Regions from separate parts of the Mus musculus genome. Here all the other regions are linked to region 2. The links are chromatin contacts, called in public Hi-C, promoter capture Hi-C and targeted proximity ligation maps. All regions are on one chromosome and are shown on one strand. The core of a region is the stretch at or near the end of the contact, and the rest is flanking DNA. Distances in the headings are between cores, read along the strand shown. Region 1 holds the start of Insl6 (insulin-like 6). Region 2 holds the start of Ermp1 (endoplasmic reticulum metallopeptidase 1). Region 3 holds the start of Jak2 (Janus kinase 2). Region 4 overlaps Gldc (glycine decarboxylase). Region 5 overlaps Gldc (glycine decarboxylase). Region 6 overlaps Uhrf2 (ubiquitin-like, containing PHD and RING finger domains 2). Region 7 overlaps Gldc (glycine decarboxylase).

Region 1 (3,899 bases), core at 448-2,947, 320 kb before region 2:
TCCCGTCCTTTTCTGCTATTACAGTGAGTAAGACAGAGTTATAACTAAACAAAAAAAGCAAAGATTAAAGGGAGCAAAATGCAGTAAGAAAAGAGGAAATAGTCTAGGTAATACATGGTTATTAATTCTGTAACATTTGAAATCAAACAGAAATGAATTCCTATGAAAATCTTGACAGACACAGATATATGAAAGCTACGCACATCGATGACAAAGAGATCGAAAGCAAAACTAGTCACACATAGATGGTTTTAGGGGTGAATTCCACCTAGTTGCAAAGGAAAGTAGTTTACAAGCAGTTCCACTTCATTTTATGACTCTCATTAATTCCTTATTTCCAAGTCAAGTAAGAACATTGATTTTTTTTTAAAGTTCTGATAAGTTGCTTCACTTACAAACACTGCTTTGAAAAAAACTATAAAATTAGTTAAGGGAATCTACAAACACATTTTACAACATAGGAGAAAGGCTAATATCAGAATGGCAAGGGTAGGTCAAGACCACGAGATCTCTATGCAATTCAGCACGCTAGTTCACCTTCAGTGCTGCTGCAAACCACAGAGAAGCTTCATCTGTCCCCATACTACAATCTACCTATCTGCATCGATGAGCTATCCATGCCGAGACTCATCTCATCCGCCCTTGTCCTTCCCTGTGCCCTTTATTAAGTTTTCACTTCACATGAATTGCTCCGTTGGCTTTGCTCTCCCTCTCTCAGCCCTTCTGGACGAACCTTACTGCCCTACGCTGTTGCTTCTTTTCCCCTCCTGTTCAGCACATCCTGACCTCCTCGCTCTTCCCCGTATAATTCAGACAGCAGTGTCTTTCCCCTAAATAAACTTTTCCTCTAAATAAACGCCCCCAATCCCATCCCATCCTATCTATGTGACTAGTTCCTCATCACCTATATCTATCTTCTGACAATGCCCCCGACAGTGGTTAATTTCAAATGAGCAAGAATTTATTTGACTCGTGATTTGAAGATGCTCCAGGGTCCAAGGACTTTTCCTGTAGCATCATCCCATAGCGGAGGTGCCGGAAAAGGAGGATGAAGTGATCTTGCAACAGATTCACTCAGGACAATCCACTTCTGTGATAATGGCCTGACTCCGTTTCAAGAAAATTTAATTCCCTCACTTCACTTCCTAACGCTGCCCTGGAGATTAAGCTTATAACACACGGAATTTGGGGTATACATGAAACCTAAGGCCATCTTTTTAATAAGGCCTACTCTGAACAAATTATTTCTTCTAAGTCTAAAGTGAACTTCATATAAGTCTGTATGGTTTTTAAAACTGTATTCACACGTACACTAGGTACAAATTCTATTTCCTACAGAAATTCACTGGCAGAGCAAAGTCAAGGATAAGAAAAGAGGAGTTTGCACACTGATAAGCTACCAAGCCTTCCCTTCAGAGTTTTACCTGGGTTTGTGAATCTTCTCCAGGCGGAGGAAGAAGGGTGAGGGTTGAAGGCTTTGCCCTTGCGTGAGTAGTGGGGAAAGAACTGTGTCATAGGACTTTGCTCCTCCATCTCGAACCGGCTCCAGTCACTTTGGCCACAGAGTTTTATAACTTCTATCAGCAGGTGCCTGCCGCACAGCTTCCTGGGTCTGGATTCCTCTTCCTCTTCCCTGGAGAAAGGAGTCAGTAGGAGTCCAAGCCACAACAGACAAGAACAGCACAGCTGCTTCATCCCTGGGCTCCGCCACAGGGCCGGGCGCGCTGCAACGGCCGTCGCCCCGCCCCCGCCCCGCCCCGCCCCGCCCCGCCTTCGCCACCCACCACGCCCCCAGCCACGCCCCTCTCCGCACCGCCCTCGGGTTGCCCTCCCTCGCAGGCAATCTTCTCCAGAACACTTTGGTTAGGTGCGGGGTGTTCCAGGCTTACATGGACTTCCGGCTTGCAGAAAGTTGAAATTAACAGGCTCTTTTGGCCTCAGAAATGCAAGTTTTAAAATGTCTTCTTTTCCTAACTTTATTCATTCATTTTCCTTGTCGTCAAAGTTGAAATTAACAGGCTCTTTTGGCCTCAGAAATGCAAGTTTTAAAATGTCTTCTTTCTCTGACTTTATTCATTCATTTTCCTTGTCGTGCGCTCCAAGAAACTGCCTCATGAAATATGAGAACCTAGGACTCTGAGATGCAGCATCCCCCCCACACCTGGAATGTGATCTTCTTTTTGCCTAGTGTTTACAGGAGCCATTTCTTCCCTTCGGAGAAACTTATCTCCTTCATGGATTATATTTTTTAACTTTAAAAAATTGGTACTGGAACTAGAGAGATGTCTTGGCAGTTAGGAGAACTTGCTCTTGCCGAGGATCCGGGGTCGCTTCCCTGTACCAACAAAGCAGCACATGGTAGTCTGTAACTCCGGTTCAGTACCAGTCATACTCGTGGTGCATATACAGACATGCAAGCAAACACTCATACATATCAAATAAAATAAATAAACCCTTTTTAAAAATTACTCATTCCATCGCGGTGTCTTCTCACATCTATCGCACTGTACTTCACTCTCTCTTACTCGCCTCCCTTAACCACCCTCTCCCAGTTCCTGCCTTTAGTAATTCCCCTTTTTGCTTTTTTTTAATTACATGTCCTCTATTAATTGATTGCCTCCTACCTTCTTTAAGCACTCATCCCTCTCGGAATCCCTTTTGTAGTTTCATGACCTACAAACACAAACATTTAAGCATACACATATATAAACACACAAATACATAGTTTTAAGTCTAGATTCTACATGTACATAAAAGCATCATTTAGTATCCGGTTCCCGGTAAAAATTGCCTTAATTTATTTATATGAGCACATTCTTTTTTACAATAAATTATCATCACCATTATTATTATTATATTATTATTATTATTATGATGTTTATTTACTGCTGATGTGTGTGTATAAGTTGGATCCAGTTCTCTCCATGCACCATATGGGACCCCAAGATCGTTGTCACATTGTCAGGCTTGGCAGCAAGTGCCTTAACCCGCGAAAGCATCCCACTGCCTGGGAATGCATTCTTAACTGCTACACACTATTATTAGCAGGATAATGGCTGAATGGATTTATTTAACTGAAAAAAAATTATTTGCATGCCTAATTTTGAGTGAATAAGTTCTAATATTATAAAATTAATTTCAGATGTATTTACTAGAATCCCATACTATTAATTTTACTCCAGAACATTGTCATAAAATATTTGTCTTTCTGAATCAAATGTACTTTATTTAACATAATATACACTTGTATCCATTTTCCTACAAAGGTCATAATTTTGTGGGTTTTTTCTTCATAAATGTATTCAAATTTCATTGTGCATATGTACCACATTTCTTTTTTTTTAATTGGCTTTTATATTTAAATATATGTATGGGTATGTGTAGTGCCTATTGAAGCCATAAGAGGGTGTCAGATCAAATGGTTACCTGACATGGGTGCTGGGAACCAAACTCAGGTTCTCTGAAGGAGCAACAAGTGCTCTTAACCCTGGAGCTCGGCGCATTATCAGCACCCAACCAATGGTGAAGGACGTCTCCGCTGGCCCCACTTCCTAGCTACCGTGAACAGTGCAGCAATACAAATGTGTATGAGTGTCTCTGGGACGGGTTGACTTAGAGCCCCTGTAGTTCCCAAGCTCTGCAGCGCTCCTTCTCTTTAGATTCTTCAGGAGCGGCCATGCGGGCAGCATGTATCTGTATTCTCACCGGCAGGGAACACACATTCTTGTTTCCTCACAGCGTTGCCAGCATTTGCAGTCCCGTGCTTTGTTTATTGATAACAGCTATTCTAACTAGAGTGATGTGGACTCTCAACTCCTTTATTAATTGTATTTCGCTGGTGGGTAAGAATGTTCAAGTATTGTTTTTTTGTAGTCATTTGCATTTCTCCTTTTGAGAGT
Region 2 (4,128 bases), core at 8-2,507:
AGAAACCTTATCTCGAAAAATAAACAAGTAAATAAATAGAATAAAAAAAATAAAAAATGGGGCTGGTGAGATGGCTCAGTGGGTAAGAGCACCCGACTGCTCTTCTGAAGGTCCTGAGTTCAAGTCCCAGCAACCACATGGTGGCTCACAACCATCCTTAAGGAGATCTGACTGGTGTGTCTGAAGACAGCTGCAGTGTACTTACATATAATAAATAAATAAATATTTAAAAAAAATAAAAAATAAAATAAAATAAAAAATGTTGAACCCTATACAATCCGTAGTACAGAAGAGCCATAGACCATCTGCGACCTTCAGAAATTACAGGCATAATTCTGTCTGGATGTACTCTGAGTCTCCTTCCACAGCTTTCAGATATGAGGGCTGTGGTGCTTAGAAAGGTTAGCACGCACTACATTACTCCTCTCCCACACCATCCCAGAAAGACTTGGTAATGCAGCCCTGGCACAAAAACCTCACTCTCCATCTCATTTTAAATGCAGAGAACTAACCAAAGTAAAAAGTGGAAGTTGCTCGAGAAAGAGAGGAGAATGATGAAGCGTGTGAACAACCAATCATCTGCAGGAGGAAGAGAGTGGATGAGAAAGCAGACTCAATCGATCTGGCCACCCCAAGAAAGCGAAAGAGGGAGCCGAGGAAGCCCGGAGTACCCGCAATTCAGACCCCCGGAGGACGCGCAGGATCATCCCACTTCCCACCGAGGTGCGCCCAAGGACCCCGGGACTCTGCATACAGCAGCGCCGGCCTCCTCCGCCTGGGGCACAGTGGCGCCGGGCTCACCCGCGCGGGACTCACCCACCAGGCGCTCCCCCACCCCGGGGCCGCAGAGGACTCGCGGCCGGGCCGATCGGCCGTACCTGGCTTGGCGCGCGTCGAACTCGCCCTGGAGCCCCGAGGTCCGGCTCAGCACCAGCCGCTGCAGCGAGAGCTGCACGAGCGCCCGCAGCGCGAGCAGGTAGAGTGCGAGCGCCAGCGCCGTGCGCGCCTCGGACAGCGCGGTCTTCGCAACCCGGCTCCCGCCGCCGTTCTCCGTCTTCCCCCACATCCTCCCGACGCCCTTCGCATCCTCCTGCGCTGAGGCCTCTCTCTGCCGGTGCGACGCGGCCGCCTCTCCCTCCCGACGCTCCGCGGTGCCGCGGTGCCGCCGCACAGCCGCTGACTCCGAGCTCCACTCCATGGCGGCAACTGCCACCACCAACCGCCCCAGCCTGCGACAGTCCGGGCCACCGCGGCCTCCGCAGCGCCTCCTAGTGAGCGGACGGAAACTGCAGAGGGCCAAATTTCTTCTGATTGGCTGGTCCGCCTCGCTGTTCCCTGGTGCCTGAGTCTGAGATCTTTGGTGGCACAGGCTGACACCCAGCCTGGTGCCAGCAGACTGTCAAAGGGAAAAACACCCATAAACCTAGAAATGAGCAGCCCTAAGCAAGAGAGAAGTGCAAGGCCGCTTTAACAGAATACACGAGGCATTTATCCTGCGCTGGGCTGATGAATACTGGGAAAAGGAGGATTCTGCCTACCAAATCAATAAGTAAGACTTCACAACCAGGACTGGACAAAGGTGTAATCCTGGCACTAGGAAGGATGGCCACAGGAGGATCCCTATTTTGTGCCTAGAGTGGAATACATAACAAAGATCCTGTCTTTTAAAAAAAATTTTTTTGGAAAAAAAAAAAAAAGCATTTGTAATCCCAGCACTCAGGATTTACACAAATTAGAGGCCTGCCTGGTCTACGTAGAGAGTTCCAGGCCAACCAGGGCTACAAAGGTGAGCAGCTAGAGGAGGCAGGGAAGGAAGTAGGGAGACACAGAACCCCAATTACCAGGGCTAGTGCTGTTTTCATTTAACAGATAACAATACCTATAATTTAATGAATAGCTGCTGAGTCAAGCAGTGTGCTAAGTACAGACTTTGAAAAGAAAATATTTTCATTCCTATTTAATATTGAAGAACATAAAGACAGCAAATGAAGGACAAATGGGATCCCAAGACAGCCTTCTGCTCTGTTCCGCGGACACACAGGGCACTCTAAAAACAAAGGTTCCGAAGAAATATTCTTTTTTATTAGATATTTCATTTTTTATTAGATATTTTCCTCATTTACATTTCAAATGCTATCCCGAAAGTCCCCTATACCCTCCTCCTGCCCTGTTCCACAACCCACTCACTCCTGCTTCGTGGCCCTGACATTCCCCTGTACTGGGGCATATGATCTTTGCAAGACCAACGGCCTCTCCTCCCAATGATGGCCAACTAGGCCATCCTCTGCTACATCTGCAACTAAAGACACAGTTCTGGGGTGTACTGGTTAGTTCATATTGTTGATCCTTCTATAGGGTTGCAGACCCCTTCAGCTCCTTGGGTACTTTCTCTAGCTCCCGAAGAGATATTCTTGAACTAACAAGATGGATCAGAAGATAAATGTGTCCATCCCTGATTTCCCCCAAGGCCTGACAACCTTTCATTTCCCTACTAGGCCCATGGTGGAAGGAGAACACCAGCTCCCACAAGGTGTCTACTGACCTAAGCACACACGAGTGTTCAAATACAAACACACAATTCATACAAACACACTTGCAAACACATCATATAAACACAATTGTGCTGGCTAGTCTTCTATCAACTTGACACACAAGCTAGAGTTATCTGAAAGGAAGGAACCTCAATTGAGAAAGTGATAACATAAGATCTAGCTGTAGGACACCTTCCTGGTTAGTGATTGATAGGGGAGGGCCCAGCCCTTTGTGGGTGGGGACATCCCTGAGCAGGTTGTTCTGGGTTCTATAAGATAGCAGGTTGAGCAAGTTCTGAAGAGCAAACCAGTAAGCAACACCCCCCACACACACCCCTTTCCCCCCACACCCCTTTCCATGACCTCTGCACCAGCTCCTGCTTCCAGGTTCTTGTCCTGTTTGAGTCCTGGTCCTGACTTCCTTTGATGAAGAACTGTGATGTGGAAGCAGAAGCCGAATCAATCCTTTCCTCCCCGAGTTAGTTTGGCTATGGTGTTTCATCACAGCAATAAGTAAGCCATAAGTAACACACAATAATACAAATAAAAATGTTTAAATATCTTCAAAATAAATAATAAAAACCCTTAGTCTTCCTTCACTATCACAGTGAGTGGCAAGAAGTTGGTCATTGGTTGTAGTAGCCATGCTAGCAACTGACCAGTCTTGTTTCTGCTTGCTTCCATGAGCCTCTTAGATTCAAGGTTCTGTGGCCTATGGATGTAATGGCTGAAATGCTCGAAGGCATTAACCTAGAGACCCACTGAGAAAACACACTTCAGGGTTTTGACTGAGTGTCTGTGTCAGACATACGACACCCTGCCTACTTCTCAGACACATCAGATGCAGGATGCTCCATCAGCCACTCTGGCCTCTCTTAAAGACTTCTGGTCCACCATCTTCCCTTCACAGTGTCTTCTCATATACTGTTTGGATCACCCAAAACACTTGTTCCTTCCCTTCATTACCAAGCTTGTTCCCTTCAAATCTCAGTGGAATTGATACTTCCTTAAGCAAGACTCATCTTAATCCAGTTAAGCCCATACCCGCTTGTGTCCGCTCCTACAGCACCATCAATGCCTGTGAGTTCAGGGTTCCTTCGCTGGACTGGAGGCTCCATGAGGGCAAGAGCCTTGTCTAGTTTTACCCAGCCTTTGACTGAGGTCTCCTAAGATGTGGCATAACGTGCACTATTCAGTTAATATGTCCCACATGTGTGAAAACACAGCAGTCTTTAGACACATGGAACTTCAGTCCTGTAAGATCCTTTCTAGTGTAAGCTCTGAGACCAAAACCAATGTCTATCTTATTAACTTACATCTTACCCATACTGCTTAGTCTCTGCTCAGTCTCTGGTCATCATTTACTATGTCCTTACTGAATGTGTGGGTGTACTGGCTGGTTTTGCGTGTAAACTTGACACAAGATGGAGTTATCATAGAGAAAGGAGCTTCCCTTGAGGAAATGCCTCCATGAGATCCAGCTGTAAGGCGTTTTCTCAATTAGGGATCAAGGGTGGGAGGTCTTAGCCCATGGTGGGTAGTACCATCCCTGGACTGGTAGTACTGGGTTCTGTAAGAGAGCAAGCTGAGCAAGCCA
Region 3 (3,759 bases), core at 1,004-3,503, 400 kb before region 2:
TATAGTGTTTTGCCTGGACATATGTGTAATACATGTATGCTCAGTATCCAAGGTCAGAAGGAGGCCTGGGATTCAGTTCCAGGAGACTGAGATCCTAAATTACAGATGGTTGTGAGATACCACGTGGGTGCTGGGAACACTTGGCCATGAATTTTCCAACCTAGGCTTGCTTTGTTTATTTGAAACCAAGTCTTGCTATGTAGCCCAAGCTGGCCTGGAACTCAGAACCTTCTTGCCCCAGCCTCCTGAGTGTGGTATCACTTATGGCTGGCTTTATAGCACAACAGCCTAAGAACTATACAAAGATATAGAACACAAGGGCTGATCTCACACAGCGATACAGTCTTGTTACTGTTTGCCTATGGAAGGCAGCTCTGCTACCACAGAGAAAGGACAGAATCTTGCCTCCTGTCTCTACACCCAGTGCCACAGCAGACAACTAGCTATTGACTTTTATTTTTCCAGTCTGGCCATGCTAAACGTCCTAAATCTAAATGTCTTATCTTCCACCCCATACTTGTTTGTGCAGAGTTTCTGAAGGTCATAAAAGATTTTGTCCGATTCCTCAGAACTCTCCCTTATCTTTATTAGAGAATGCAGGAACTCTGTGAAAAGATTAACAGGTGGAACAAATCTCTAGCTTATGCCTCTACTAGGAATCGCATCTAGTGCTGGAAAGCATTCTACTACAGAGTGAAGAGAGATCAACATTCAAGACTATCATTGGCTCACTCTTACCTCACCGAGAATGATTTTCACTGTAAATGAGAATGAACAAGTTACTCAGTTTTCCTGTGTGGGTTGACAAAGGACTTAAATCCTATAAGCTTACTGTTAATCATCTATTTTTTTCTTGCCCACCTTATCTTTAGCTTTGGTGACATTTACTTAAAAGAAACCATGCATTGTGTAGTGGCCCACACCTTTGATCTCGGCATTCCCCAGGCAGGTAGGAGGATTTCTGTGAGTTCCAGGCTCACAGACTCAAAAATAAAGGAAAAAACAAAAAAAACAATAGATGTAAGATCTGAATAACAGCATCCGTCACGTATATAAGGGGACGTGGGTGTTGTGAATGCTTCATTTCGGTTGACAAACCTGGGGCTAAGAGAAAAAATAAGAAGCCCTATACAGAATGACCCCAGTTATTTCTTTGTCTTCTTATTTAGCCCCTTTCCTTTTACTGTCTTCCATTGAGGGTTCTTTCTTGGTCCTTAAAACACATTCCCTTTTCAGAATCCTTTTCATTGTTAGCTTCTTTCTTGAAACCAGATAGTTCCAGGACTGGATCGTTCTCATCCTTCACATTTCTGCTCAAATGCCACTCTAAGAGGTCTTTTCTGGTCATCTCAAAATAACATCTCCACTCACCTTTGTGTGTGTGTGTGTACCCGTTACTGGCAATCACACACAAAGAGCAGTGCAGATTTAAAGCCTCTTTTCTGGCTTCTATGAGAATAGCACATGCAGAATGGGTGCTGCCTTCGTCTCCTCTCCTGGGAGCCCTTGCCTAGCAGGGAACAAATTCTTGAATGAATGAACGTGGCTCTTTGGGACCCTATACGTCGTTTCTTCTTCCAAGCGGTCCCTTCGCAGAAGTGGTGGTTAACTGAAGTCAGGTACTTGGGTCTCAGCGCCCGGTCCACGGTGCCACGTCCCCTGGGCCGAGCGCTTAGGGCAGGGAGCCGCCTGTGGAAACGAAAGCAGGAAGGGGAAAGTCTCCGCGGAGGCAGCGGCCGCCAATCCTATCAGCTCGGACGCAGCGGGGCCTTCCCGGCCGGGCTGACTCATTCCCAGCCGTCTCCTCCGCGAGCCGAGGCCGCAAGCACGCTGCGCCAACCCGCACCCGCCCCGCTCCTCCTCCTCCTCGCGCGCTCTCGCCCGGGGGCTGCCCCGGGAATCTCCACGCGCGCCTCCGCTTCCCCGGAGCCCGCGGCCGCCTCCCCCGTCCCGGCCCAGCCCCGCAGAGCGGCCCCGCGGGCGGCGCAGGCGCAGTGGGGCGTGCCGGCCTCCGCCCCCCCGCCAACCCCCGCCGGCTTGCCCACGCCCCGCTCCGCCGCTCGGGGCCGCTTTCCCGAAGCTGCACCGCGCCGGAGCCCGCCGAGCAGGGCAGCTGAGCCGGCGTCGCGGGGCCGAGCGGAGGCGGCGTGCGGCCCCTGGAGGGCGGAGACGGGCTCGGCGCGCGGTGGGCGTGGCGTGGGCTGCAGGAAGCTGAGGCAGAGCAGAAAGGGGGCAGCAGCGGCCACCGCCGGCCTCCCGCCGCGCTGACAGGCTGGGCGGGCCCCCGCTCTGGGCGAGCTCGCGCGGCGTCGGCGCCTCGGCCGCGGCCCCGGCTCCGGAGGCGCCCGTCCGTCCCGGCGAGGGCTGCAGGCGGCTGCCGGGTCCGCCGCTGCGGGATGTGAGTGCGGGCCAAGCCCGCGCGGGAGGGCCCCCGAGGGCCCAGCCTGGCGGCCGCTCGACCCTGCGCCCGGCCCGGGGGCTCCCTAGACCTCGGCCCGCCCGACGCGTCTCGGAGGAGCGGATCCTGCGCGCCTCGGGGCGCTCCTGTGTGGCCCGACCCGTGTCGCCGGTGGGTGCAGTCCCTGGCTGCTGGATGGGGGCGGGGGGCAGCGGTTCTCCCTGCGATCCCGCCTCCTGCTTTCCCCTTAGCCCCCTGCTACTGGCAGGGAACTTCAAAGCTAGAAAACCTGCGGGTTTCCGACAGCCTAGGAAGGAGTGGCTAGCTGTTGATAAATGCATGCATCCCCTTGTGCCTTAGAACCCGACCCCCCCTCTTTCTTATTCTTCTGTACATTTTTCTAGTCATCTAAACAGCGCAGAAAAAAAAAAAGAGAGCATCTATTGGCCCTGGGTTTTTGAGTTAGTGACTTGCTGCTTCTGTTTTTAGGTTCCTGAAGCAGGCGACGGGAACAAGATGTGAACTGTTTTCCCTCCCCAGAAGAAGAGGCCCTTTTTTTCCCTCCCGCGAAGGTGGGTGTTAGCGCTCGGGGCTGCCTGGGTGCTGCAGTTAAAGACAAGGGTGTCTGAGATCTGCGAGCCAGTGCCTGCTAAGAAGGCTGGATGCTTGTGTACAACGGCAGGACTAATTGTTGCTTACTGCGAAAATGGCAGTGTTGAACTTTTCCTGTTGCTGTGGGAGAGTAATTGGGTGGTATTTATTGTGTCTCTTGGATCCTTAAAGAAGCGGTCTTTGTTGGTTTTACAGTGTGGTCTTGCAGAGGAAAACAATAAGTCGTCTCTTTCTCCCCCTTTCTCCCCAGTCTTAATTTTCAAGGAATTGAAATAACCTGTTGAGGGAACAAATTGGTTGTTTTTGCTGGGTTTCTGCTGCCACATTGAATGCTTCCTGTATTCACCTGCTTGCTTTGTTGGTTGATTGCTTTCCGGTGGTTACTAGTCTATCAGGGGAAACTCCTTTTCCCTGAATGAAAGGACCGAGCCGCTGAGTGTGTCACAGAGAGGAGGAGAAATGCGGAGAAGGGAAACAGAAGTGGGAATAAAGAAGCCGGAGGTTGCTTTTGGTTTCATAATAGGTTTGTATGAGTGAGTTGTTGGCTTACTGCAAATATTCTCATATAGTTCCCAGCGGATTTGAAAATGAATCATCAATTTCTGGTCCTCTTTCTCTATATCCTTTACCTGTTTACTGTTTACGGTTCCAGCTATTAAGATCATTTGGTTGTATGTGAGCTGGCTTGAGTGTGGGACGTCTGCAGACTGGATGTGCCCAGGACTTATCCTGAGAGTACTGAGCGGTGC
Region 4 (3,914 bases), core at 928-3,427, 500 kb after region 2:
AGATAGATTCCCTCTTCTTAACTTGTTTTTCCGTCTACTTGACGTGGACCAATTAAATTTAGAGAGAGATCAGAGAACATGAACAGGGGAGGGGAGGGGCTCAGCTGAGCACTTGTTGCTCCCCTAGAGGACCTGAATTCATTCCCTAGCACCCACGCTGGGCAGCTCGGAACTGCCTGGAGCTCCAGCTTTGGGGAATCCAATGCCCTGTTCTGGTTTCCTTGGGTTTCTAGGCACATATGGTGTACACACACGCACATACACAAAATGAAGGAGAGAAAAGGAACAGGGAAGGTCGTGATGACAGTAAGGGGGCGTGAAGCTTTACCTTGTCACCCCCACCATCCTTCCAGGCATCATCCTCACCAGGTTTTCTTTGACAGCAAAGAAGGCCGCATGCGGTCCCCCATAGCCCAGTGGCACTCCAAATCTCTGGGAGTTGCCCAGGGCAATGTCCACTCCAAACTCTCCAGGTGGCCTCAAAATACACAGAGCTAAAAGGTCAGTAGCACAGCAGGTCAGGCTCTGGGGAGGAAATGGAGAAGAGGTCAAGGTTATCACCTTATCCTGACTGTGCAGGAGTTGTCTCCACTACAAACAGGCTGGCTGGGAGGGGCATTGCTGGGAACTCCATTTGATTATGCATTCATATGGAAGAATATTTACCAGGGATCAGTGAGTGACAGTAACAAAGAGGAAGGAGTAGGGGAAGAAGATGTCACCATTCCATGTGATAAAAGACAGACAGATATGGGAACTGGGACACAGCGTCCTGAACCTCAGCAGGGGGCTTACCTACCCCAGTCTGATGGGCTCTGTCTACAAGTTCTGTGAAGTCCTCCACCTTCCCCTCAGTGTCTGGGTACTGGAACAGCACCCCACAGACGTCTTTGCCACTGAAATCCATTTCGTGGGGTAACTTCAGCTCGACAAGCACCCCCCTATATCTGAAAGTACAAGGGAAAATTGGTCCTTTTTATTATGGTGTGTGAGTGCATGCATGCCCGTGTGTCTGTGTGTGTCTCTGTGTGTGTGTGTGTGTGTGTGTGTGTGTGTGTGTGTGTGTGTGTGTGTGTGTGTGTGTGTGCGTGCGCACGTGTGACATGTTCATTAGCGCAGATACTCATGTGCCAAGGTACGTGTGTAGGGGTTAGAAGATAAGTGAGGTCTCTCTTTTCATCATGGCTTGTGATGATAAAACTCATGTTGTCAGGCTGCTGACCCATCTCTTAAGCCATCATGCCTGGCCCAAAAAAATGCAATCAGCAGCAGCTTGTCCCCAGGGAGACTGTATTCATTTTCTGTTCTTTCCCTAGGTGTGCTTCTGGCCTCACTCCCAGTCACACCTCACCTCATACCTGGCTCATCAAAGTTTAACAGGGCTCCAGGCCAACTCACATGCATGCTTCACTCTTCAGTCTCTTTCTTCTGTCCTTCCCACTCCCCTCTCCCTAACTCTCTGTGAGAACCTACTCCTGGCAGGAGCATCACCCCCTAGAGCTAAAGATCCAGCCCTTACCACAGAGGCATCTCCGGGACACCCCGGCTCAGCTTAAGGTAAATGAAACCTGTCCAAATGGCAACAAGGACTTCCTTAGATTCTTAAAACCCTCTAACTACAACTCCAACCCCTTCCGAAGGACAGTGTGGAGCAGAAAAACGCCCTGTGTTGCCAAAGCAGAAAGAGGATGCAGTAATGGCTGGGCCGGGGATGTTTCAGTTGCTTACAGGACTAAACGATGCAAAGGCACATAGGACTAATCAAAGTGGTCCTTAGTTGTGGTGTGGTTTCCTTAGCAACTGCATCTGCATGAAGCACACCGGAAACCATGGCCATGGCAGGCATGTTTGAGTGAGCTCTGCTTTCCCAACTTTCCAAAACATTGCTGCAGTTACTTTATTTCATCTTTTGTTGGCCCTCTGACCCTTTTCCATTTTTTTTCTCGGTACTAGGGATTGAAACCAGGGCCTCAGCCGAGGCTAGCTAGTGTCCTACTGCTGAGCCATAGCCCTAATCTCTACTTTGGGACCATGTGGCTCATCTGGCCACAGACTTGAAATCCTCCTGCCTCAAGCTGATTTTAGTATTTTAAATTTTATCACGAGATGACAGAACAGCATGGGGACTTACGAAATCACAAAGGCAAATGAACTCAGCATGTGTTTGCCCCTCAGTACTGACGAGGGACTTGGCAGAGCATCCATGGGAGAAAGTTAGCTGGGGAAAGCAAACTCACCAAATCCAGTCTAAAGCCAGCTCACTTCCAATCAGACTGGAAGTGGGAAAGAGAGACAAGGTAGAGATGATATGATATTACCCGTGGCTCAAAACACAATTTAAATCAATTACTTGGCTCGAGTCTGGACAACAGCTATCGTCTGTGGGTGACAACGAGGATCAACGAAAAATTTCTTCCTCTTGTTGTGTCTGTTGAAAAGAAAAAGCACATTTAAACTTGAAGATTTTTTTTCCCCTTCTCTGGTATTCTGGTTTGGCCTCCAACTCTATTGAACTTCTGATCCTCCTGCCTCCGCCTCCACAGTGCAGAGTGCAAGCCTTTATGGCTAGTGTAGCTAGTGATGGTGTTCAACCTGGTCAAGTTCTCTACCAACTGAGCCACTTCTCCAATACCAAAAGCAGTGAGGGAAACTCTAAGCATACTCTAAAGAGAAATGAGCGATTGGTGACTCAGTTCCTGACAGCAATCCAGGGAAATTCAAGCCTGTTCCAACAAACACAATGTAACAAAAACCAATTCAGTTTTAGGACATCTACACTATGATAAAAAGAAAAGGACAGATATTAGGTATAAAGGGAAATTGAAACCACTTCAAAAAACGTCTCGTAAAGTAATATATCTTGTTGTCAGAGGTATTTTAGCTTAGAGTCTCAGGTGGGCAGAAACAAGACAGACCCTGCCTCAACGAAGTTGGAGAATGACTCCCCCCAGACCTTCCAGCCTCTACATGGATATTATGGCATACATGTGTGCGTACACACACGCATACACACATCACACACATCACACACACATACACACCTCACACACATCACACACATCACACACACACCCACACCACCCATACACCACACACACACACACACACACACACACACACACACACACACACACGCTTGAACTCTAATTTACATGGAGACATAAGGAGAAAGGAGGAAGGAAGCTTTTCCTGAGGGAGAGCAGCTCATCACCACAAGGCAGCCCAAGGCCAACCCTGCAGAGCAGGTAGGAAACCCTTGGCCCAAACAATCAAATAAGCAAAGAAAAAACACCTCCACTTCTGTGAGTGTGAGGTGAAAGCTACACAGGGGCCAGGGCTGTGTCTTAGCTGAGAGAGTGCTTGCCTAGCATGTAACAGAGCCTGCATTTGAATCTCAGCACGATAAGTCTGCAACCTCAACACCTGGAATATATATATATATATATATATATATATATATATGTGTGTGTGTGTGTGTGTGTGTGTATATATATATATGTATATATAAAATAAAGTATATAATATATATAAAGAATATCTGAAGGTCAGGGTAATCCTCAGCTATACATTGAATCCAGGCCATCCTGGATTGTGACAGCCTGCCTAAAATGATAAAAAGAAATTTTAAAATTAGAAGTAGGGAACAAAATTTACAAAAAAAAAAAAAAATCAATAAAAAGCTGAGAATAGTGACAGAGAACATACATAGATTGCCATCCTGTGTGCCATCTTCCATGAAGAACCTGAACTTACCCTCAGTGCTGTTAAGGAATCAGAAGGGCCCCGGGTGGGCTCCACCACCAGAACATTCATACCTAGAGGGAGCCTGTACCTGCCTGGACCCTACAGCACCATTATCTGTGGAAGCCAAGAATTAAACTCATCTGCGCACTCAGGACAGAGGCTCCAGTTCT
Region 5 (3,925 bases), core at 1,094-3,593, 480 kb after region 2:
GAGAGTGTGAGGCCAGCTTGGACTACATGTCTGTAATAATAGCAGTAAAATGGTAAACAAACAAAACCTGATGGTGTAGCTCAGGTCTACAGTATTGCATAAGTATGGGAAAGGCCTGGGTTCCATCTCCAACACCACAGAGGAGGAAGAGGAAGAGGAAGAGGAGGAGGGTGAGGAGGAAGAGGAGGAGGGTGAGAAGGAGGAGGAGGAATTATTATTCTATTCCCAGTGGGAAGACACACTTTTAAAATCAGATGGATAGGCTACAGAGGGAGAGGACATGCCTTGCTCATGTACTTTTAAAGGAAGATGTGAAAGTTTTAAAATTCTTCATTGTAAAATTCAGACTAACCAGAAGGGGGAAAAAATCAGCTTCAATAAGCTCAGAAAGGACATGAGCTTGGGCTGCCATGCACTGACGTGACCCGCTTAGGTAAGAACCTTCTAGAGCTCTCCTGGAACAGTCAGGGCCTGTTTGTCCTGCTCCTGATACCTACCCTAAGAATTCCAGCTCCACAGCTCAGCAGAAAACCTAGCACGGAGCTGGCCTCCAAAATGAAGGGGCCAGGAACAGAGGCCTCCTTTGGCCTTAAGGAGAGGCTTTGCATAGATCACAACACGTCTTTCTGGGACAGTGGTGGTGCCCAGTAGCACCAGCTACGTAGATAAGGACCCCAGTGGTCCCCAGGAGTCACTTTTTTGCAAACCCGACTCTCATGCCCAAAGCAGAGCATGCAGCAGAAATACATCTGCTCCCCAACCTCATGGCTGCTTAGTGCTAGGAACAATCTGCTTAGTGTTAGGGGGAACGTAGTTATTCAGTGGTATCTTACATATGGCCTAGACTATGCTTAGGCTCAAAATTGCTTAATCTTAGGCCCAGGGCTAGGGCGGAGCTAATGAGGAGGGTGGCAATGGCAGCAATAAGGTTCCTGCCTCCTTCTCCCTAGAGAGCACTTTCATGGCCCACTGACTACTCCATATGCTGGGTTTGCACAAAAGCCTTTTATTTCTGAACGTTTTCTGTCACCGTGATTACGTGGGATGTCTTTGATGATCACGTGGCAGAAAAGGGTTTCTTGATTATATGTCTCCCTGTCTACTTCCACCAAGGCTGGAAAGGTAGGTCCCACAGAACAGAAGGGACTCCGAGATCCGAGCCTTCAACCTCCCCCAGGGATCGAGCACCACCTGCCCATGCTCACTCACTGTTCTGTGTCTCTCTCCTTTCTGGTCTAAGTACGCTCTGATGGTGGCCAGTCCGGCGTACTCCCCCTGCGCTCCGCTGCAAAGACAAGAAGAGAAGAGTCAGGCTTGTGGGCTCCAAGCTTTCCCCGTGTTCATTTAGGATTTAGCAGACACTGATTACACATTAGGCAGCCATGGTCCAGGTTCCTATCATATGGCATCTTTATAGAAAGAAGATTAACAGGTTGGCACCAACTAAAGGTGAGCCATGCTTATCAGCTCAGGACCTTAGAATCAACCTGGTCTTACTAGGGGGAATTTGACTGGCTTTAAAAAAAATTGTGGGAATAATAAGGAACCCATTGTCTGGGTTTTTACAAGGGGGAAATTAGAAATTATAAGAAGATATTAGGATCAGTTTGTGGCAAGTCTCATTCCTAAACACACCCAGCACTCAACAAACCCCTCTATGCTGAACTAAGCAATTGTGAAACCATCACCAGGCTCATGTTTTATCAGCTCAAACCAACGAGTCTTTTTCAGAGGAAAGAAATCTTAAAAATGTGACTGCAGCCTAATGATCACGCCTAGAAAAATAAGCTTTTTCCGATACCATCAAATATTGAGTCATGCAAAGGCCACACTATCGCCATGGAAACTTTCCATTCCTATCACACATTGTTCCTGCCCTTTGAATGTGTGGCTGCTAGAAGCCTGCCATTATCTTGCAGGCACCACTTTGAGAGCGTGCTTAATGACTAATGCTCCTGTGAGCAAAGCTGAGACAACTGCAAATGGGTCAGAGTTCTTGTTCTCCATGAAGCAGGGAAGGGGAAGTGAGAGGTATCAGGGCTCTCTGCCTCTCTGCCTCCTTCACAGAGCCTTGTTCTCCACGCTACACTCACTCATTTTTATCTCTCATTTTACAGCTGAAGCCAAAAGTGCCAGCACACTTAACGCCTTTTATTTATTTCAAGAACAAGGAAATGAACGCCGTACGTTGAAAATCACTATCACCTCTCATTACGTGGTCCCCTGCTGCTCTGTCATCTATTAAATGGGGGAATTAAAAACCATGCAGATGTTCTGAATGGTGAGGAAATCCACACCAAGACTGAATCATCCCAACCAACAAGGCCAACTCTATGAGCCCTCCCAAAGCCGACTTAGTCAGGTGACCCTAGCTCCGTCCTATGGCTGTCATCTACCACCCTCCAGCTGTCCAGGCCATCCCTGAACCATATCAAGCCAATTCTCATCCCGGAGTTTTCCACACAGGTCCTTGTGCTGAGCTAGTACCTTCAGCTCCTAATGTGACTGACTTGTTTTCACTAAGTAGGCCCCAAAGAGGCTGGCTATTCCCAAAAGCAAGGTTCTTGTCCACAAATTTAAAAAAAAAAAAAAAAAAAAAGAGGATATAATAAACACTGACTGGTGAATGAGTGACCTTCCTCCAGCAAAACTCTTATTGCAGGTGCTAGAAGAGTTCAGCCGTCAAGGGCATTTCAGCTCTTTTCAGAGGATGGTTAAGATCCCAGAACCCGTGCTGAGCATCTCAGAACTGCCTGAAACACCAGTCATGAGAACCTGATGCCTTCTTCTGACTTCCTTGGGTGGGCGCGCACACGGACGGACACACACACACACACACACACACACACACACACACACACCAATTTTAAGAACCTTATTGTATTTTACCTTACGTGTTCATGTGATCCAAGATCAGCCCGTGCATCTACTGTACATTAAAAGTTACTGCAATGTTCATGCTATGTGCCTGCCTTATCTCAACAAGCTAGACTCGGGGTTCTGTGCATTCCCCACCAGGGACCTAAGGAACTGTAGCTTTATGAAGTGGCTGGGAAAGAAATGCTTAGGAGATTTGCTGGGAATTGAATTCTATCCTTCACCCCTGACAATTCACACACAAGCCTTTCTTCCCCCTTGTAGTAAGGGACTTTAAAAAATGTGTAGTGACACTCCTATTCCTGAAGATAACTGTCTTAGTTAGGGTTTCCACTGCTGTGAAGAGACGCCATGAGCCAGGCAACTTTTATAAAGGACAACATTTAATTTGGGATGGCTTACAGGTTTAGAGGTTGAGCCCATTATCATCATGGCAAAAAGCATGGCAGCATGCAGGCAGATGTGCTGCGAGGAGCTAAGAGTTCTACATCTTGATCTAAAGGTAACCAGGAAATGACTATCTCCCAAGCAGCTAGGAGGAGGGTCTCAAAGCCTGCCCCCAGTGATAGACTTCTTCCAACAGGCCACACTTCCTAATAGTGCCACTCCCTGGGCCAAGCATATTCAAACCACCACAATAATCAACAGCTGTCTAATTGGACTTCAGCCTGCCCAACAGAAGCAAATCAAGCCAGATACTGGAAACCTAGCCAACCACACACGAATAGTAAGATCAAGGATCTTGGAGAACCCATTATAAATCACGTTACCAAAACCCAAGCAAAATTCCTAACTGCATTCTTACAACCCAGATACGCGTAGCCTTCATCTCTTAACAAAGAAACTCCTCTTTGTGCAGATGGAGGCCATTGAAGACAACCATAACTTGTCAAAATGCAGAGAATAAATGATCTCGGGGTGCCTGGCCCTAGTGAAGACATCTACAATACAATTCCTAACCTAACATTTGGGAACAATGAAGAAGACATAGGCAGAAACAAAACTCCTGTGAGACCGTGTCTCCGAAAAATAACGGGGAAGCCACATC
Region 6 (3,766 bases), core at 1,206-3,705, 400 kb after region 2:
CTTCAGAACTTCTCTCAACTCTTTCAAAACACTTCCCAAGCTGTGTCTAGTGTTTGGCTGTGGGTCTCTGCATCTGTTTCTATTGGCTGTTGTGTGGAGCCTCTCAGAGGACAGTTGTGCTACACTCCTATCTGTGAGCCTAACAGAGTATCATTAATGTGACAGGGATTGGTTCTGACCATGGGATGGGTCTCAAGTTGGGCCAGTCATTGGTTGGCCATCTTTATACAATTTTTAACAACTTACTGACATCTAATCTATTTATGTAATCCTAATTTAGCTGTTTATGAGTTTTATGTAAATAAAAGCATATTGTATTTTTAAAATTTATATTTACAATGAAATACAAAATAAAATGAGTCATGTTTAGAGTTGGAGAAAGCCATGTTCTGAGTTTCACTCTTCATTTTAGCTATATGTGTTTTTTGTGTTATATAGGGTGGCAGGTATGTGTGTACGTATATATTCATGTAGCTGTGTGCAGGTGCCATGGCACATGTGTGCATGTGTGGAGGCCAGAGGACAACTTCCTTTCTGTCTTGTTTGAGACAGTCTTTTTATGGTTTGCTGTTGTCCAGTCAGGCTGACTGGCTCACAAGATTCTAGGAATTCTCCTGTCTGTTTCCCCTGTTACCTTAGGAGCACTGGCATTACAGACTGTGCTACTGTGACCAGCTTTTATGTGGGTTCTTGATAATTAAGCTCAGGTCCTCATGCTGGCTCACCAAGTCATCTCCCCAGTCCTTTACTGTATGTCTTTTGAGGACAGATATATTTCACGTCTTCACTTTTTTGGAAAAATGGAAATGATTTTGTATTAATAATTACTAAAGGAAATGATTATACAATCAAAACCTGCTAATATTTACTAAGCAAACGATGGAAAATAAGATCCCTGTGTTAAACGAGTCAGCATTAGCTATGCTGATGCTTAATGAAAAAAGACAGTTTTCGGTTTGTCACATTACATGCTTACTGAATTGGATTTACTCAATTGTATTGGTAGGTGTGTTTTGAAACCGTAAAAATACGAGGCTGGGACAAGATATTTGTTTAAGGTTATACATTTGAAAAGTTCGAATACTGAATTATCCACAGAGCTGTGTTTTCCACAGAACAAAGGACATGTTTAGAAACATGTTTGATGATCCGATCTACTTGGGAGGCAAAGGCAGGAGGAATGCAAGTTCAAGGCCAAGCTGAACTTTCCATCACAGGTTTCAGGCAGCCTGGACAACGTAGTGAGTGGTGTTCTCTCCCTTACCCTCAAAGATGAAGAAAGGAAAGCAGAGAGGACTGGTCGTTCCAGTCTGTAATCTCAGGTACTCAGGGCTGACTGAGGCTGGGAAATTGGAAGTTCAGGGCCTAGGCACAGAGTGAGGTCTTGTCTTAAAATAAACAGTTAAAAAAAATAAGTTAATTTTGTAGTTGAGAAGTCAGTAGTTGCCTAGCATATGTGAGGCCATATGTACAGTACCTAGTACTGCAGAGACAGGTCCAGAGCATGCTGGATGAGCAGCAGTCCTCCTAGTATTGCTATTGGATATTATCTAAGCTTCAGTTACCTTGCTTCTTATGCTTCGGTTTTGTACCTTTCTAAAGTGTATGACCTTTTCTGTATGTGAAGATTTTATATGTGTGTGCGAGTGTGTGTATATGTACATATATGTGTGTGTATGTATGCTTTTGTGCTTGCTTATTTTCTACTTTTTGAGACAAAAACTCAATGTGTAACCAAGGTGCCTTGCACATTTTGTACCTCAGTATTGAGAGTATTTGTTTTATACGCATGCACCACAATCATGCCAAGTTTACATGTGGCCTTTGTGTATTTCCTTTCAAAAGACAGTTTATTTGTGATCCTTATCCTTTTATTAACGTACATACTCACACCAGCTTTGGTTAGATGAACAAAAACAGTAAGGTTTTTTGTTTGTTTTAATTAAGCCTTTTAAGTCTTTGTCTTGAAAGGTGCAAATAAACATGTATGCCTTTTTAAAACCTCATCAGATTACAGGTGTGCACTACTATACTTGTGCATATAGCTAGTTTGTTTTTAAATAAAAATTAAGGTCAGATTTAATCACAGGTTCATGTGACTTATCTACTTCATCACAAAATCTAGCCCCAAACCATGCTGCTTATTTTTATATACAAATTTACATGTTTTTTAAAATATATGAAGTATATATATTCTTTGATATTTTGACACCCGTAAAGAAACCTTGCTTTCTGGGAGAGACGAGATTGCCTTTCTTAAGACTAGTGAATTCCTTACTTTGTTTTGTGAATTCCTAGAAATAATACTCTGTCAGAGAGTATGTCTTTAATATACAGCAGGGCAATTCTGAGTCCATACCCTAGTCACATCTCTTATCTCTGTCTCACACACTAAAACAGTATTCTACTGATCATGGCAAGGATGTTCTGTCAGACAACTAGAGACCTTCCCAGTAGCCTGGGGCCCACTGTGACACATTCATATTAGCTAATCTTAGATTGTTTGCCCTGGCCTGGCCTGGCCTGGCCTGCTTTGCCTTCCTAGGGAAGACAGAGTAAAGGCTCTTGAGCTATGCTTTCCCCTCATTTCGTCTGCCTCTTTTAGTTTGTGTGTTTGTTTTGTGTTTCTCTGTGTATCCCTGGCTATTTTGGACCTTACTACATAGACCAAGCTGACTTCAAGCTCAGAAATCCCCTGCCTCTGTGCTGGAACTAAAGGCACGCGTCAGCAGCGCCTAGCTCTTCCGCCTTCCATTGCTTTGCTGTGTGAATTGAATTTTTCTTTAAATAACATTAGCATCTCCTTTTTGCATTTTAATTGTATAAATTAGAATCTTGTGGGTCTCTATAATTTGAACACTTCCAGATACATTATCTTTTTGTCATGCTGTATCTTCACATTGACTGTTTTGAAACAGGGTCTTACTATTAAACTGACTGATCAACTCTTAGGATTGTTCTATCTTAGCCTCTCTTGGGCTGTGTTTATAGGAACATGCTACCAGATGTCCACTCTTCTGACTAACTCTTTCTGTTAATTCCTCCTAAGTTACTTAGAAGGGGACTACCACAGTATCCTGTTTTTATATTAATTTTATGGTTTAGTAGTTTTTGTTCTGAGCTGCCATCAAAACCCAGGCTCTACAAAAGAGTTTCATTTCTTCCATGCAGTTCAACCTGTTTAAATGTTTCCTTAGCATGTTTTTGTAGCCGGACTTTACTACTTTGTGGGATATTCTTTTTTTCACCCTTTTTCCACGCTTTCAACCTCCTGACACCAGATAAGAGAGAAAAAAGTATAGAGGGAAAGCAAAGATATCCCTGTATAAAGTCAGCAGTCAGAAAGAGTAGGATGTTATCGATAGACTACTTCCTGCTAATTAGGGGCATTGAGTTCCTTAAAGCAAGTTTGATCTTTGCTGTTAGGATATCCAATTTCTTCTTGTTTCTTCTTTGCATAAGACTACTTAACAGCAACCAATAACCCCAGTGCCCTAGCTTTATATCCCTCTGAGAAGTCCCCAGAATTCCTGATATCAAAGAACTGCAGAAATGCATCTGCAGCTGGCAAAAGCAGGCCCCTGCTGGAGCATGAGGCAAATCATAGTCAGCTGCTCTGGACAATCTGAAGCAGCCCCATATTCCACACTTGGGAATAAAATGAAAGCAAACTCTTATAATATTTCTGTGTTTTTTAAAGAAACCAAAATTTGACAATTATCACTACATATCTATATATTTTACAATGTATTAGAGTTTAAAAGCA
Region 7 (4,180 bases), core at 127-2,626, 450 kb after region 2:
GGTAACCAGTTTATGTATCAAAGCCCATCATAGCATCACATAAAACAGCTTTTAAGGAAATCTTTTGCCAGTGTTTAGCACTAGATCCTGCGTCCTGTCACATTTTCTGAGCAAACCTTTGGGTGATTTGAGAACAAAAATCTAATTCTTATATAGAGATTTCTCACCCTCCTTAAGAAGTGGGAGAGGTTCTGGGAGACAGGTTTCTGAAGGTCAAACTTGACAGCTGTGACAGCAGCTGTGACACTCTTGAATAGGGACTAAGGGTCCTCGGGAGGGACAGACAGAATTATGAAAAGGGATGAATTACATCTGCTTAGATGGGAAGGACTAGGTCGTCCCAGCAGTGACTGTATACCACAAAGGCCCAGAACCCAGTAGCTGCTGGATGCCTCTGCAGTCTCAGTCTTCTGTCCACAGTCTAGAGGATTCCTAGAGAACCCCTGGTCTCCAGTCCACATTGGAAGGCTGAGAGAAGCGCTGGAGGGCAGCAGCAGCCATCAGCACAGAGCAGAAGAGTCACAAGCAAGCACAGAGGTGGGTAGAGGAGAGCTGCGTGCTTTGCATGTGGGCAGCCGATGGGAGGGAGGTGTTGCCGTACTCCTTCCTGGAAATGCCCTTCATGACCTGCCAGGGACAGACAAGTCTCCTAGCCGACTTTCAGATTCAGTCAAGGTTAACCATTTTGAGGAATGATAGAGAAAGGGTGAGATGGAGCAGTCGGTTCAGTGAAGTTGAATGGAAATCACATAAACAGGTAAAAGACACACCAGGGAAGAAAAATCTAGCGTTCCAGAAAGTTCTCTAAAGGATGAGGAGAAAAAGACAAAAGGAACTACCCAGAAGAGTGGCATGATATGATCACTGACAATATAGTTTCTTGGTCAGGTACTGGATTAACTAACGTGTTCCTTTCTAGGTGTAAAAGCCACCTGAAATGAGCAGTTTGGAAACTGAAAGGTCACCCTTTTGGAGCTCTGCAGGGCACTGGGCCATTTAATGGGTCAAGGGTGTTCCCAAGGCATAAGGATTTCATTGCTTCTATTATGAACCAGAGTCCTTGTATCCAGTCAGATGAGCCTTCCTGGAAGGGCCTGGGGCAGGAGGAGAGAGGGACACAGAGCATAGGACACAGGCACAGGCCTTTCTTAAAGGCACTTCTACACAGCTTTGTACTTAATGCAGCTCCATTGTACAGCCAAGGATAGCTGGAGGACTACTTTATGGTATGTGTGTGGCCAGAATAAGCAAAACTGTTTTTAATTAGGGGCACATTCTACTTGAAGCCAGGGGCTATCTTCAAGGCTGGGTGGCTTTGCACATAAAAAGAGCTGTTCAGCGCAGACACTGCAAGCTCACATGCAGGCTGATGACTCAGGATCAGGCCCTTTTAGTCACGTGATGCTCTAATTGAACACAGCATAGGAAACCCTTACTCTCTGCTGGAAATCCAGTGATCATTGTTCTCAGGGTTCGTAGTCTGAGGCAGAGAAAACAAAACACCGAATAATTAACAAAACTTGGTTTTTAAAAGGAAGGAACAAACAGTGAGAAGATCGAAGATAAAAAGTCACCCACTGGGACTGGAGAGATGGCTCAGTGGTTAAGAGCACTGACAGTTCTTCCAAAGGTCCTGAGATCAAATCCCAGCAACCACATGATGGCTCACGACCATCTGTAATGCTATCTGACGCCCTCTTCTGGTGTGTCTGAAGACAGCTATATTGTATTTACATGTAATAATCTTCAAAAGAAAAAAAATTATCCATTTCTCAAGGATCCAAGGAAGACCATTATGAGGCACTGAAATCCAGAGAACAGGAGCCAAGCAAAGTGTTGGGATTGCGGGGTGAGGGGTAGTGCTCCAGGTAGAAAATCCCTACAAGCAAAACCCAGAGGTGGGAGAGGACCAACGTAGCAGGCGTTAAACATAAGAGGTGCAATAGTCCAAGACAAGCAGTTAGTTACCTACGTTACATCCTGAAGGCATATAGAGGTGGCCAGCTGGGAAAGCAGCCTTAGCAACCACTGCAAGCACTTTAGTGAAACAGAACACTGCTGTGGCTTCCATTTTTCTCACAATGGTGCTTCCAGAGAAAGGACCACTGTGTTCAGATGCTGGCCGATGTTTCCTGCTCTTCAGATTTGCTGTTGCCATGGTAGCCTGGTCTCCTGTTTGGCTGTTAGGCCCTGGAGCAAATTCCTACCAAACACGTTACCTCCAGAATCTCTGCATGTTTTGTGACAGGCACATAGTACCTAAGAAGTGCTCAATAGCTATTAACTATTAGTGGAGGAAATGAAAAGCAGGGGTCCCGTTGTTTCAGTACTATTGTTAGGTTGAAATCGGTCTAGGTGCTTTTTATGTGTAATTATGTATGTGGACTATAGTGGAGAATTTCACAAGAGCACACAAACCTGTTCCAGTAGCTAGCATGAAACTTAGTGAATGTATAATTGTTGGGGTGACCCACCTGCAGGGAAGCAGGTGAAAGCCTCCCTCACAGCAACTCTTAGGAACTGTCAGGTGAGAAGATGGCAAGTGATGGAGGTAACTTCCTTGTGGCTGGCAGGCTAGCTAGCTACCCACCACAAACTCATCCTTTTCCTGTTATGGTTAATAACCGTTTCATCCTGTAGCTAGAAGTGAAGGATTGCTTGGTCCTGGAAACCTGACTAAGGTGACAAGGGAATGAAGAAAGGAAGGACAGACAGAAATGCTAGGATCGGGTGGGCCGTGCTTGTTCTGATGAAGTGGCACCAACTACATAAAATCCTGGAATTCCAGCGACTTTGTTATTTATGTTCAGCATGAGAAGGAGTTAGGTTGTCTCAATAGGGGGACTGACTGTGTAGGGACATTCTCAGGTTACATTCATCCAGACGGAGGGAGCTATGATTGCTAGTTTCTATACACACTACCAACATCTGCACATGGATCAGGACTCGGCCCGGTTCCTCACCTTGACATGGGTAAGGCTTTGCCTGTTCCCTTGAGTCGGAGGCACTGGTCCTTGTCAGTAGCAGGTTTACTTAGGACAAGATCCACTTCTTCCATGTTCATTCAAGGATTCTGCCCCTCCCCTTGGCTTGTTATCTCTGGGCTTCAAAGAAACTGCTACTTAATCTTCCGTAAGTTGAGGTTAAGTTACCTATGGCCCAAGATAAAAAGCGCCAGAGTGGCCTTCTCTAATAAGTAGGCTGTACAGATTGTCCTTAGCCAGTCAAAAGCAAGGGTGACTGTCCGTGAAAACGTGGCTGTTGGGCCGAGAGATCCCGCTACCCTTCAGCGTCCTGAGTGTGTATCATGGGTGTAAAATCAAATGGGAAATTCGCATTACTCAAACTCAGTTTTATTAGGACACTAATAAAAGCAGATAAAAAAAAAAGTCCGCACAGTGAAAGGAGGACACTTATGCTGTGACAGATCAGGCACATTAGTGAGGAGAATTCTTCAGTGTATAAAATGTAAACATTTGCCCTGGGGTTTCCCACAGAGGGCACAGTCCACGAGGACTTATTTGGAACAAAAAGAATGTCTATTGAATTCCCAGCATAGGCTCTGACTGCTGCAAACTTCTTGAATTAAAATGTTAAAATTGCTAGCGCACCCCACATTTTCTATCCGGCAAACTAAATGGCTCCCAATCAAGGCAACACGAACAGCCACTGCCTTGCCGTACAGCAGGTGGCCGCCACTCACCATGCTAATTGTGCTTACATTACCTTGAAAGATTATAAAAATATACAGCGTATAAAACTCATGTGTGAGCCACGTAAAGGAGAAGAAATATCCTTGCTTGTCAAATGCTCCAGCAAGAGACATCGGGTCAGCCCTTTGAACGTAGGAGGGAGGACTAAGAAGAAGCCCTCTTCTGTTCAGAAAATGGAGACTCATAGACCTCCATGGGCGGGCAGGTGCAGACCAAGTGCTGATCTCCGTAGATGTCATCGATCCGGGCAATGGTTGGCCAGAATTTGTTCTCTGGTTTCACAAAGGGCTGAAAGGGAAAAGGAGGACATTTGGGGATGTTCCGAGTCCTTTGGGGGTAAATCGAGACAGTGGGTTTTGGATGTTCCCACAGCCCAAGGCACCGGTGGCCCAACACATGCCAAAACCCACCATTTTTCACAATTTCAACTTTGGAGTCTTGACTTTATGCCTTTGGGATCAGAAGGA

Evidence for each region. Promoter capture Hi-C pulls out the DNA fragments that hold promoters and counts their contacts. A called contact is a pair of places that touch in the nucleus more often than the background predicts.
Region 1: a contact with region 2 is called in a Hi-C map of natural killer cells, with 9 times the contacts expected there. A contact is called at or near these places in 6 of 39 promoter capture datasets (the C10 cell line, the HPC-7 cell line, liver and 1 more), 1 of 484 Hi-C or Micro-C datasets (natural killer cells), 2 of 130 datasets of targeted methods (memory CD8 T cells and pro-B cells) and 2 of 9 other capture datasets (adipose tissue and liver).
Region 3: a contact with region 2 is called in a targeted proximity ligation map of pancreatic cancer cells. A contact is called at or near these places in 3 of 39 promoter capture datasets (the C10 cell line, liver and pre-B cells), 3 of 130 datasets of targeted methods (effector CD8 T cells, memory CD8 T cells and pancreatic cancer cells) and 2 of 9 other capture datasets (adipose tissue and liver).
Region 4: a promoter capture Hi-C map of the 3T3-L1 cell line shows a contact between it and region 2, with 3 times the contacts expected there. A contact is called at or near these places in 4 of 39 promoter capture datasets (the 3T3-L1 cell line, liver, pre-B cells and 1 more), 1 of 484 Hi-C or Micro-C datasets (pancreatic cancer cells), 4 of 130 datasets of targeted methods (the 230-238 cell line, bone marrow-derived macrophages, large pre-B cells and 1 more) and 1 of 9 other capture datasets (pancreatic islet).
Region 5: a contact with region 2 is called in a targeted proximity ligation map of pancreatic cancer cells. A contact is called at or near these places in 15 of 39 promoter capture datasets (the 3T3-L1 cell line, the C10 cell line, the HPC-7 cell line and 8 more), 1 of 484 Hi-C or Micro-C datasets (nephron progenitors), 9 of 130 datasets of targeted methods (the 230-238 cell line, bone marrow-derived macrophages, embryonic forebrain and 5 more) and 3 of 9 other capture datasets (adipose tissue, embryonic stem cells and pancreatic islet).
Region 6: a contact with region 2 is called in a promoter capture Hi-C map of the HPC-7 cell line. A contact is called at or near these places in 13 of 39 promoter capture datasets (3T3-L1-derived adipocytes, the C10 cell line, the HPC-7 cell line and 7 more), 2 of 484 Hi-C or Micro-C datasets (CD4 T cells and embryonic stem cells), 3 of 130 datasets of targeted methods (the 230-238 cell line and bone marrow-derived macrophages) and 1 of 9 other capture datasets (liver).
Region 7: a targeted proximity ligation map of bone marrow-derived macrophages shows a contact between it and region 2, with 2.9 times the contacts expected there. A contact is called at or near these places in 10 of 39 promoter capture datasets (the 3T3-L1 cell line, the C10 cell line, cranial neural crest and 4 more), 9 of 130 datasets of targeted methods (the 230-238 cell line, bone marrow-derived macrophages, embryonic stem cells and 3 more) and 1 of 9 other capture datasets (embryonic stem cells).

The regions. Positions count from the first base shown.
Region 1 is chr19:29,323,621-29,327,519 of GRCm38.p6, forward strand. It overlaps Insl6 (insulin-like 6), which reads right to left and starts at 1,698. Exons shown (of 2, transcript NM_013754.1): 1 at 1,425-1,698. The coding sequence starts at 1,695.
Region 2 is chr19:29,647,158-29,651,285 of GRCm38.p6, forward strand. It overlaps Ermp1 (endoplasmic reticulum metallopeptidase 1), which reads right to left and starts at 1,258. Exons shown (of 15, transcript NM_001081213.2): 1 at 879-1,258. The coding sequence starts at 1,198.
Region 3 is chr19:29,249,550-29,253,308 of GRCm38.p6, forward strand. It overlaps Jak2 (Janus kinase 2), which reads left to right and starts at 2,254. Exons shown (of 25, transcript NM_008413.4): 1 at 2,254-2,569; 2 at 2,888-2,970.
Region 4 is chr19:30,144,819-30,148,732 of GRCm38.p6, forward strand. It overlaps Gldc (glycine decarboxylase), which reads right to left. Exons shown (of 25, transcript NM_138595.2): 5 at 2,351-2,428; 6 at 800-947; 7 at 329-525. Among named protein-coding and RNA genes, the nearest start is that of Gldc, 29 kb to the right of the region's middle.
Region 5 is chr19:30,123,513-30,127,437 of GRCm38.p6, forward strand. It overlaps Gldc (glycine decarboxylase), which reads right to left. Exons shown (of 25, transcript NM_138595.2): 16 at 1,210-1,285. Among named protein-coding and RNA genes, the nearest start is that of Gldc, 50 kb to the right of the region's middle.
Region 6 is chr19:30,048,351-30,052,116 of GRCm38.p6, forward strand. All of the region lies in intron 2 of Uhrf2 (ubiquitin-like, containing PHD and RING finger domains 2), which reads left to right. Among named protein-coding and RNA genes, the nearest start is that of Uhrf2, 20 kb to the left of the region's middle.
Region 7 is chr19:30,095,110-30,099,289 of GRCm38.p6, forward strand. Gldc (glycine decarboxylase) reads right to left here. Exons shown (of 25, transcript NM_138595.2): 25 at 3,332-4,001. The coding sequence ends at 3,858. Among named protein-coding and RNA genes, the nearest start is that of Uhrf2, 67 kb to the left of the region's middle.